2 separate regions of the Ovis aries genome follow, and region 2 is linked to region 1. The links are chromatin contacts, called in public Hi-C maps. All regions are on one chromosome and are shown on one strand. Each heading gives the region's core, a stretch centred on a gene start, on an enhancer-like site or on the middle of the called end of the contact. The rest is flanking DNA. Distances are from core to core; before and after follow the strand shown. Region 1 holds the start of DOP1A (DOP1 leucine zipper like protein A). Region 2 holds the start of PGM3 (phosphoglucomutase 3).

Region 1 (5,717 bases), core at 2,546-5,045:
TGCTTGCTCCTTGAAAGGATATCTATGACAAATCCAGATAATGCATTGAAAAGCAGAGATACCACTTTGCCAACAAAGGTCCGTCTAGTCAAAGCTATGGTTTTTCCAGCGGTCATATATGGATGCGAGAGCTGGACCAGAGAAGGCTGAATGCTGAAGAACTGATGCTTGCAAACTATGGTGCCAGAGAGAAGACTCTTGAGTCTCTTGGACTGCAGGGAGATCAAACCAGTCAATCGTAAAGGAAATCAGTCCTGAAGATTCATCGGAAGGACTAATGCTGAAGCTGAAGCTCCAGTACTTTGGCCACCTGATGCAAAGAGCTGATTCACTGGAAAAGATCCTGATGCTGGGAAAGACTGAAGGCAGGAAAAGAAGGTGGCAACCGAGGATGAGATGGTTGGATGGCATCACTGACTCAATGGACATGAGTTTGAGCAAATTCTGGGACATACTGAAGGACAGGGAAGCCTGTTGTGCTACAATGCAGTCCTTGGGGTCACAAAGAGACAGACTTGACTGAGCAAGTGAACAACAACTACTACTTCTACTTAAGAGTTTCTTCTCAGGAAGAGAACTTACAAAAATTAGGGCCTGCCTATTAAACGCACTGTGCCTCATCCCCTCAAACAAAAGAGCACATTAACATATTAGCAGTACTCACCCCTAACAAACTAACAAGGAATAGGCAGAAGCAGCCATACTAGTTGCGTGCTGCTGACACCGGACAGAATTTAACAAAAGAACTGCAGATTGTATTCAACACTTACATCTTGTTCCTAAGCAATTTAGAAATAACCGTCTTAGAGTTTACATTGTAACCTTTAACTTTTTCCAGAGATCTAGCTCTTAAAATTATTTAGTTATTAAGTACATTTCAGGTGGTTTTTGTCACATTTCATAGTTTTTAAGAATACGTACTAGAAACGGTAATCATAGTAAAAACAACGCCATTATCAACAAGGCTCTACTTATCAAAACTTTATAATGCCACTTCTAATAAGATCAATAACTTAACCATAAAATCAAATTCCAAAATGAGGTAATTATAGTTATAGAGAAGCATCAAGAGGCCAGAAAAAAGAAGATGCCCTTCTGTCATAAATTAATGCATTAAAGCTCACAGTAACCTATGTGAATCCTTGTTACAGTCCTAAGGTAAACAGAAGCCTTTTGGTCTAGTGAGTTGGGATTTGACCTTCATGCTCTCGCAAGCTTAAGCTGAAGGCCACAGAAGCATATAATGTAGGAAATTTTAGAGATGAAAGGGGACTCTGCTCAACTACAGTGATTTTCAAATGGGTATTCTATGTAATTATACTCCAGGAGATGTAAACATGTAGGCCATGATAAAAGCCACCCTCTGGCCACTTAAGTTTGAGAAATGCTTCAATAACCTTTCCCTGGAAGCTTCCACTCTGGAAGTTTATGTGTGTATTAGCACAGCAGAGCTAGGAGTCTTGTGGTTCTAAGAAGTCTTGTGGTTAAAAGCAAATGAAAAGTTAAGCTTGATTTAAACCAATGTCCTTCCATACTGAGTTTGCCTGGTGGCTCATAAGGTAAAGAATCTGCCTGCGGTGCAGAAGAAACAGGTTTGATCCATGAGGTGGGAAGATCCTCTGGAGGAGGGCATGGCAATCCACTCCAGTATTCTTGCCTGTAGAATCCCTAAGGACAGACGAGCCTGGCGGGCCACAGTCCAAGGGGTTGCAACGATTCAGACACGACTGAGCAGCTAAGTACAGGACATGCACGCTCCCATTTTATTTGCTACAGAACTCTGTTTGGAGGCAGTAAGAGTATTAATGGGTTCAGAAGAGTGTTAAGGGAAAACAGTTTGGAAAACTCTGATTCTATGAAATTCTCTTAGATGACAAAACTGAGGCCTAGAGAGATAACACCCGGTCAGCAGAACAAAGGTCTTGAATGAAATCTCTCCTTCCCAGGCCACAGAGTTCTTTCCCGTAGTTTAACTACCAAATAGGACTTCTTTGACTGCATATACTCAAACATTTAATTCTGTCTGCCCGCAATGCAGGAGATCGAACCGGGTTCGATCCCTCCGTCGGGAAGATCCATGGAGAAGGAAATGGCAACCCACTCCAGTACTCTTGCCTGGAAAATTCCATGGACTGAGGAGCCTGATAGGCTACAGTCCATAGGGTCGCAAAGAGTTGGACACCACTGAGCGACTTCACTTTCACTTTATATTTACATTTTGGTTACACTATTACATTTCCAACCCACTCCAGTACTCTTGCCTGGAAAATCCCAAAAACGGAGGAGCCTGGTAGGCTGCAGTCCATGGGGTCGCTAAGAGTCGGACACGACTGAGCGACTTCTCTTTCACTTTTCACCTTCATGCATTGGAGAAGGAAATGGCAACCCACTTCAGTGTTCTTGCCTGGAGAATCCCTGGGATGGGGGAGCCTGGTGGGCTGCCCTCTCTGGGGTCGCACAGAATTGGACAGGACGGAAGCGACTTAGCAGCAGCAGCAGCATTACATTTCCAGGTTTGTGTATTAAGTTAGATATTTTTACTTCTTACAATCTAGTCTCTGGCTCCTAATAATCAGGGTCACCCGGAGATCTGCTATTGTCTTACTAAATTCTGGGGAATGATTTAGTTCTGAGCAGCTGAAAGTAATCATTTTAAAAGAAAGCATTTGTATTACAACTGGTTTTAATTTTCTTTAGTTGTAACTTCTGTCAGCTCAAGGAAATCGCGTTGTTTATCAGGTGAACAGTCAGCACATAAAACCGACATGTAATCCACAGCAAAACACAAGATATAATGTCCACATCAAGAGAGCCAACAACATCAAAACTGAGGGATCTTTGTCTTTCTACAGTTCAGGGCTTACTTGTCAGGCAAAAACTTCAGTTTCCTATCTTTTTTGTATTTATTTTAAAAAATGTTTTGACTGCTTTACAGTCTCCAGATTTTTCCCATCTTTCTTTCTCAAACCCTACAGAACTCTGAAAGTGTAGGAATAACCAAAACACAATGTACTTGGCTTTAAAAGAGTAGTTGTGCGCTACTGCCCTTCCCTCCCCTGGGTAGGCGAGAATGAAGGAAAACTAACAAGTGACTATTGTTACGGTGCAACTTTAAAAGGCTTGGGAATCAAAGGTGATGCCCATTAACAACTTCCTTATGACTAATGTGACTTCCTCTAATAAACTTCTACACTCCTTTCCAGCCCCCACCCCCTACATGGACTATTAACCAGGGCGGGCATTCTCGTCTCTTCAATCATGAACCCCCCCTAGATGCAAGAGACAGTATGATGATGCCTCGATTCCAACAAAGAAGTGAGTCCGCGCGATCTGCTCACACAGGTGCGACCGCCGCCCCAACCCCGCGTACCGCGCGCCCCCTGCGCAGGAGGCTCGGCCCGGCCACCCGACGCCCCGGCCCCGCCTCCGGCCCCCGGGGCCCCGGCCCGCCCTCGCGCCGCCGCCGCCCGGCCCCGGCCCCCAGTCCCGCCTTCCTGGAAACCGCGGGGCGGCCGGCCGGCGGGTTTCGCGGCTTCCAGGCGGGGCTCGGGCGGCAACACCCCCGACGCTACCGCAGGCGGACCCACCGGGCGTCCCAGCGGCTCAGGGACGAGCCGGGCCGAGGAGGCCGCTCCGGGCCGGAGGCCCCGGCCTCGCAGCCGCGCTGGGGGAGGCGGGGCGGGGACGCTGTTACCTGCCGGGGGCTCGGCCGCTCCTGCCGGCGCCGCTCTCCTGGCAACCGCGGCAGCGACACGGAGGTCGGGAGCCAGACGGCCTAGTGACAGCTCCCAGTGTGCACCGCGCCCGCGCCCACGCCGGCGTCGACGTCCGCGGCCCTCCATCCCCGCCCCCGGTCCGTTCCTCGCCTCCCGGCGCTCGCTGTCGCCGCAGCGCCCTCAAGCGGACCGTCGCGGAAGCGGTCCATCGCCACCAATGAACGGAGTAGACCTGTAGCCGGTGTTTTCCATTTGCTGGTGCCAGCCTCATCAGGATGGATGGAGAGATGGAAGGGATGCTAGGAGTTGGAAATAGCTTTTAAATATTCTTCAAGTAATGATTTAAGTGTTTATTTAAATTGTTTAACTGATTCCTCAATATTTCATGTGAGGAACTCCAAACCTAGAGAGGTTAAAAGACTTGGGAAGTTAGAAAACAAATAGTTGCTATCACATTAGGAGCTCTTCTGATTGCAGAACTCGAGAATCACGTAGTTACAAGAACTGCACCCTGGTGCCTAAAGTGTAGGGTCAAAATGGTTTCTTTTGCAAATGTGTGACTATATATCAAATATAACAATTCTTAAAAATAATCAAACATCAATTGTGAAGAGAATGCTACATTAAGAATGTTACATAGGGAATTCCCAGGTGGTACAGTGCCTAGGATTCTGCACTTTTACTGCAGTGATCCAAGTTCAAGCCCTGGTCTAGCAACTAAGATCCTGCAAGAGGCCCATTGCACACACACACACACACACACACACACACACACAACAGAAAAGAAAAGAAAAAGAAAGAATGTTAAGTATTTCAATATATGTTACTACTTGAGCACTTAATAGCCTTGAATATTAAAGGTACAAGATAGGAGGAGCCAAAATAGTGGAGAAAAATAATAAATTAGTATAGCATATATATATATATATATATGGAAAAGAATTTTGTTTAAGCTGCATTGATGACCATAACCTCGGAGAGACAGATTCAAGAAGCACTTGAATTATATTCCACTGGACTACAAAATGGGGGTGGGTTATAAAGGCAGAAGGCCCCCAAATCATAAGATATTTGTCAATAATTAGGATTGGAGCTGGCAAAAAGGGTGCTTGTTATGTGAGGGTTGACTGAAGTCTGAAATGGTTACATAGTTACAAGAGGAGAGCTTGAGACTATAAAGTTGCAACTGGCAGCTGCTAGCAGCAAAGCTTAGGTGTCCTTGGATGTGATACAGTTCAGAAAACTTCTCAGTAATACAAGCACATGTCTGAAACCATGTCCATGGTGGCCACCTGGCTCCCTTTGGAATGTCTGAACCACAAATCCTCAATTTTTTAATGCATTTTTTACTTTAATGGTTGACGTAGATGTATGATGCTTTTTTTTTTTTTTTTTTGGCTATACCAGTTAGCACTTGGGATCTTAGTTCCCTGCCCAGGGATTGAACCTGTGCTCACTGAAGTGGAAGCATAGTCTTAATGACTGGATAGCCAGGGATATCCCCAGTGCATATTTAATAGGCCACAAATAGGCGGTTTTGGTTAGCCTAAAGTTCCAGTTAAATCTTCTATAAGCCAGCATGTTTCTTAATATATGAAATTTTCTTCCATCAAAACCATCGTCTTTTGTCATCACTGAGATGAAATAGCAGTAAACTTCTTCTAACTGTGCTGTTACCTTCATCCATGATTTTGAATTATTCTGATGGATACAGGAATTTGTGAGGCAAAACAATAAACTTTAATATCTTCAAATATGGATTTTAGAAAAAAATGTCATAAACTAGTATCAGAATATGACTTTATTATTTGCTTACAAAATATTCAAATTAACATGTCCAGTGTGTAATAATTATGACTTCAAAATGATAAAATGGAAAATCAATAAACATATTAATACAATTTTCTACATACAAGTAATCATTGTTTCTGTTTTTTTTTAAGCCTCTTGTTTTAAAATAATTATTATAATTCTACCTTGGCCTTACATTTCAATATTTTC
Region 2 (5,823 bases), core at 181-2,680, 140 kb before region 1:
CTCGATCTGCAGGGTGATCACAAATTCGATTTTTGGTGGCAGCGCCTCCCTTATGCCGTCCAAGTATCTCTTTATGTTCGTCAGGGCATTGACATCTTCAAGTTTTACTTCTCCTTGGTTAGGAAACATAGAAAACAGCATTTCCATCTCCAGCAGCTGAAGCTGAAGGCATTCCTTCATTGAAGCCGACATGCTGACTCGAAATCAACCTGCCAGGAAAACCGGAAAGGCCCAGGGACACTGGGGTTGTCAACGTCGGCGGTGTCCAGGGAAATTTCCCGCAGTTCCCTTTCCGTGGTAGCCGCTCTGCAGGAGCGGTATTACGCACCGAGAGCTATGTGCACAAAGCAGGACACTTACACTCTTCCGCTTTATTTCCTGACCCCCAAATCTAGCAGACGCATATCCCAAGATGCGTCGTTAAAATTCAGATTCTCTCTCCGTGCCCCCCTCCCCCCCAACCCCGGTCCGATCTGGGTCCAGGTAATCTGGATTTTCAACAAGTGTTCAGAGTTATCCCGTTGCAGATGGCTGGCAAGCACCACTTGCGGACACTGCAAGCTTGAATTCTGGGAAGGGCGAGGGGCCCAGCTTCCAAATCCCACCCAGGTGCGGGGCTTGGGCGGCGGTGTCCGTAGCGACCAGAGAGGCCCGCAGTATCGTCGAGGCAAGGATTAGGATCCCCGGGCTCCGGGGGTCTTCTGGGCCCCGCCGCGTTCCACGCCAGCTGCAGCCCCCGCGGCCTCTGTGCCACAGAGCCCTACCCGGTGGGCTTTTCGCCTCACCCCGGACCAGGACGGCAAATGAGTCCCGATGATTTGGATCCACCTGGTTTCTGCCCTCAAGGGTTCTGGCTTAATGAGAGGGGTCTTCCCGGTAAATAAAATGGCGTTTTATGCGAGCTGGCGGGGAGGGGAGGAGCGGCTCGAGAAAGCTTCCCAGAAGAAAACGTTTGGGAGATGAACCTCGCGAGTAGAGAAGGGGGGCGCGGGGAGCCGAGTGGCGCTCACTGGGGCTGGGATCACCTTGTTAGAGGCCCCGTTTCGGGGCTGGTACCCCCTCCCCACTCAGGACCACTCGGAACCCCGGCTTCCCAGGAACGTGGGCCTGCCACCCTCTGAGACCCGAATTTGGAGTCAGGGGCTGCGTTTTTTTTTGCCGGTCGCAGCGCTCTGAGGGCCCGCGACCCTCAGCCCCAACCCCCGGACAACCGCGGGGGCCTCACCCTTCCGGGTCATTCAAAGGGAAACAGCCCCAAACCCTCTGTCAACCTCGCTAAGCGGATCCGCAGCTCCGCAGGCGCGAGCCGCGCGTGACGGGCACGGAGGCGGGGCGGGGCCCGCAGGCCGCCCCCCGTGCTGATTGGCTGAGGGGCGGGGCAACGAGCCGGAAGCCACGCAGAGCCACGTCTTCGGATTCTCAGCGCCGCAGTCGGTTCTCGGCGCTGCTGCGAGGAAGGTGGTCCGTGCGGTGAGGGTGAGGGGAGTGTCTTGGCGGAGGTGAGCTGGGCCCCGAGGCTTGGCGGCGAGAACGGGACGTTGCGGTGGGCGGGCGTTCGGCCACCCGAGAGGCTAGTGGGCATCTGGCGGACTGAGCTGCGGGCCGCGAGGGGCACGCCTACTCGTCCCCGGGCTGGTGAGCGGGCTGGAGGCTCGGGCCCGAGGGTCGAGCTAGGGGAAGGGGTCTCGTCCATCACCTCAGTGCGGGCCTCAAGGCTGGGTGCCAGGAAACGTGGGCAGATTCTGGGGCGAGGAGTTAGGGGAACTAACCAGGTGCTGAAGGTTGAATAGAGGGAAGGGGATCGTTCTAGGCTTTTTTGAGTGGTCGCAGTTTGGACTTGACGGTACTTTCAATAAAAACCTTTGCATACTCATCAAAAGTAGTTTTAGGACATAAAACGCTTGAAATGACGGAAGCATTTTATCTTGACTTTTTTATTTTAAAAAAGACTTTTGGATGAAACAGGTTTACGCCCTTATGAATAATTATGGTATATTGCCAACTGGTCAGTTTTTAATGAAATGTCTTCATGCTTGAAAAATAGATTTGTCCACTCTAGGTCAAACTAAATTAGCTTCCTAAATGCCAGTTTTTTCCAGCTGAACAAAAACATATAACTGTTGTTCATTGAAGTAATGAAGGACAATAAAGAAAACAAGGAAGTCTAGTGGGCTACAGGCTGACCTTTGACTTTAAAGGTAAAAGGAAGATGTTGCTTGTTAATGAGAGCTTAATTTAGAAGGGCGTCAGGATCCTCATGAAAATACAAAAATCCACCCCATGGTGTATGTGGAGGTCTGTCTTGGAGGGGAGGTTTTTCCCCTTTGCTTTTCCTTTGGGAATCAGTCTCTGTAGCCTGGGAGGAATAGCAGAACTTCACAGATTTCCCAGATGTTTTGCATGTGCAGCTTAGGTCCACTTGAGAATGTGACTTCAGGCCTCAGTCCATCAGCAGTAAGCTAGACCCAGAATTCAGTTTTCCCATTTATAAAATGAGGTGATTCCTGATCATGTAGGATTTTGTGAATCGTAAGTGGTCATATGTGTGGATTTATTTCTAGGTGCTCTGGTTCTATTCTACTGATCTTTTTTTATACCAAGGCCATACTGTTTTGATTACTGTAGCTCTGTAGTGTACTTTGAAATCAGGAGTGTGGTGCCTCCAGCTTTGTTCTTCTCAAGAGTGCTGTGATTATTCAGCATCTTTTGTTGTGCTGTGGAATCTTCAGTTTAGTTGGAAGTGGACTGTTTAAAAGTTTGCCTTGTGTCCAGGAATTGTTGGGGACAGCCTGATTTCTGTCCTGAAGTGGACAAAACAGGTAATGCTAACCCACGGATGTATTCTACTGTTCTTCCCTCTCAAACGTAGGCCTCTTTGGGGAAGATCAGAATGAGGCAGATGTATTAGTTTGGGATGACAGGTTTTGAAGCAAATAGTCCATGGAAGATTTCTTATTATACCTGAAAAATATTCCTTTATTTTGCAGACATGGATTTAGATGCCGTTACAAAGCAGTCAGTGTTACATGCCAAGCCTGACGGGCTCATTCTTCAATATGGGACTGCTGGATTTCGAACGAAAGCAGAACATCTTGATCATGTCATGTTTCGAATGGGATTATTAGCTGTCCTGAGGTCAAAGCAGACAAAATCTGCCATAGGAGTCATGGTAACAGCGTCGCACAATCCTGAGGTAATGCATATAGTGCTCCAGTAAGAGAGGCTTATGTTTCCAAGACCAAACTTTAGTTTCTGAGCACTTTGACCCCAGTTCAAGTTCTAATTCTAGTACTTTGCTTTGTCCTTGTTCTGTGCCTTTGGTTTTGAACAAGCACTTTTCTTAACAAGTGGTCATTTCACTCACAACTCTTTAACAGTTGTGGAGAGAGTGAGATGAGATAGTCATTTTTTGGAGTATGTCCATATTGAGAAATAACACAATGTCCTTATAACTTAGTTGTATTGAGACAGCATCAGTAATAAAAAGTGTTGCCTCTGTTAATGTGGCAGAGATTGAAGAGATTGGAGGCAAACTGGGGGAGGGGAGAGGACAAATTTTTGAAAAGACTTATCACACTTTGAAAATTTTCAGACAGCTTTTCTATAGCTAGGGAATAGTCTCTTGTTCTGAGTGAACAGCTGGACATGTGACTTGAGGGATCCAGAGGTGAACATTGGACAGGATATTGATCAGGCCTGATGAGTCTAGGGTTTATGACAATCAAGTTTTTAAAGTATTCCTCTGACACAACTTAATTATCTTATTCTGTACTGGCCTATAACTCACTAAAACATTGTTTAAATAATATGCTTCTGTTCTGTTGCTAGAACACAAGACTTTTGCCTTTGTAGCTAAATCAGCAGGTTAGTGAGGGATTGTAACCTCTTCCTCTCACAGCCGCCCCCACCGAAAAACAAGAGGATGTTGCTTATTCAGCTTCTAAATGCGGATTGTTATAAATGTGTTAAGTGTTAAATGTCTAAATCACCACACTTGCTTAATGATGTGTAGGCAGAACCCCACATTTATTGTTAATTCCAGAAGCACGTCTTCAGACAATTTTGAGCTCTTCCCTTCCAGTGTGTTCTTTTGAGTGCAGCCGCAGGGAGAAGGGTCTCCAGGGACCCTGGTTCTGCTGCAGTTGTGCCTCATCAGTTAACTGATGGTGGATGCACGGGTGACAGCCTTTTAAAAGGCTAGGGGGGCTCAGCAGCTGTTGGGTGTAAGAGTCAGATAGACTTGATGTTTTAATATCAGCACTGACACTTCCTAGCTGTATGAACATAAGCAGATTACTTGCTCTGAATCTCGGTTTTCTCAGAGATTGGAGTAACCATAGGAGGATTAGTTAGATTGATGACACATGCAGTGAGGATTCGCTGAGGTGATGCATGTACAGAACCTGGTCCAGCACCTGGCCTTCAGTCGTGGTCACCGGGGAAACTGCCTAGCCGTCACTGCCTTTTGTTTGGGGAGAAACAGCTTGGGTTTGCTTCCTCATGACTGTGCACATTACTTTTTATTTTTATTTTTTTTTAGGAAGACAATGGTGTAAAATTGGTGGATCCTTTGGGTGAAATGTTGGCAGCATCCTGGGAGGAGCATGCTACCTGCTTGGCAAACGCTGAGGAAGAACATTTGCCCAGAGTGTTGGTGGACATCAGCGAGAAGGCAGCCGTGGATCTGCACCAAGATGCCTTCGTGGTGATTGGTAGAGATACCAGGTGCCCATCAGAGCCAGGGTGAAAGCTGATTTTTGAATGCCACATAAGTGGTTGTATCAGTTTTAGCACTCGAGACAAATGGAAAGAGTCAGGTGGAATGGAACCACCCTGAGAGGTTCCTCCTGGTCTTTTCAGTAGGACGTAGGAGTTAAGTCACTGCTCTGGCTTGGGCTTGGTGTCCGAGCCCCAACTCTCAAGCTTACTGTATGAGTTGAGCAAGTCGCTTAACCTTTTGGAGCGCACCTTTGCTCGCCTGTAGTGTTGATGGTGAGCCTACATCACGCAGGCCTTCCTGAAGATTACATAAGATAGTATAGACGACACACCTGTTTCCTGGCTCAAGACAGGCACTTCCCAAATGTCTCCCATCCCTTTGTTTCTGTAGGTTTGCACCTTTCCGCTGCAGAGTAAGAACATGTGATTATTACTTTACTGTGTTTGGAGACTATGACCTGTGTTATGGTTGGCTCGCACATTTTCTTCTGCTAGAGCTAGTTGGAAAGCGTTAACCATCTGCATTATTTCTACATGTTTGTCACATTTAGCAGCTCTTGGCTTCTTTCACAGAGAAGTGTCACTGTAAAATGTTAGGTTAAAAGTGTACTTTGAAACAGAAGCATTCTCTTTAGCATAAGAGCTGGTTCTAGCCAGAGATTTGTTCTAAAGCAAATTTCTACTCAGTCTCTAAATGCCTTACCATTTTACCCTTACCCATTAAGTGTGTTGCCCTTAATGTGTTACCACTGATTGTGGGTTTGTAGGTGATGAATAGCCAAGTGGTTTATGTTCTGAAGCAGATATCATCTCACAGTAAATCCATCCACGTGTTTTCCTCTCACCTGTTAACTAGTTTAAATGATATAGAAAATCTTGTTCTATAAAGCAGGTATGTATATTGATCTTTATTTTCAGATAGAAAAATAATTTATTCTGACTTTTTAAAATGAAAAGTAGATTCTCTATCCTAGGTGGTGTAACACCTAGCCTTGGCTTACACGCGCTCTGTGTGTATTTACCATTACTGTTTTCAAGCAGTAAATGTGTTGTTACCATCAAACTTGAAAAAGTGTTTGAGTGTAGGAGTAATTAGTGTTACAG

Evidence for each region. A called contact is a pair of places that touch in the nucleus more often than the background predicts.
Region 2: a contact with region 1 is called in a Hi-C map of liver, with 2.4 times the contacts expected there. The contact joins the promoter of PGM3 here to the promoter of DOP1A in region 1. A contact is called at or near these places in 3 of 16 Hi-C or Micro-C datasets (hypothalamus, liver and muscle).

Annotation. Positions count from the first base shown.
Region 1 is chr8:10,228,848-10,234,564 of ARS-UI_Ramb_v3.0, reverse strand. DOP1A (DOP1 leucine zipper like protein A) reads right to left here and starts at 3,795. Exons shown (of 37, transcript XM_060419385.1): 1 at 3,695-3,795.
Region 2 is chr8:10,369,342-10,375,164 of ARS-UI_Ramb_v3.0, reverse strand. PGM3 (phosphoglucomutase 3) reads left to right here and starts at 1,430. Exons shown (of 13, transcript XM_004011129.5): 1 at 1,430-1,499; 2 at 2,988-3,193; 3 at 4,541-4,725. The coding sequence starts at 2,990. It overlaps RWDD2A (RWD domain containing 2A), which reads right to left and starts at 1,295. Exons shown (of 2, transcript XM_004011130.5): 1 at 1-1,295. The coding sequence starts at 192.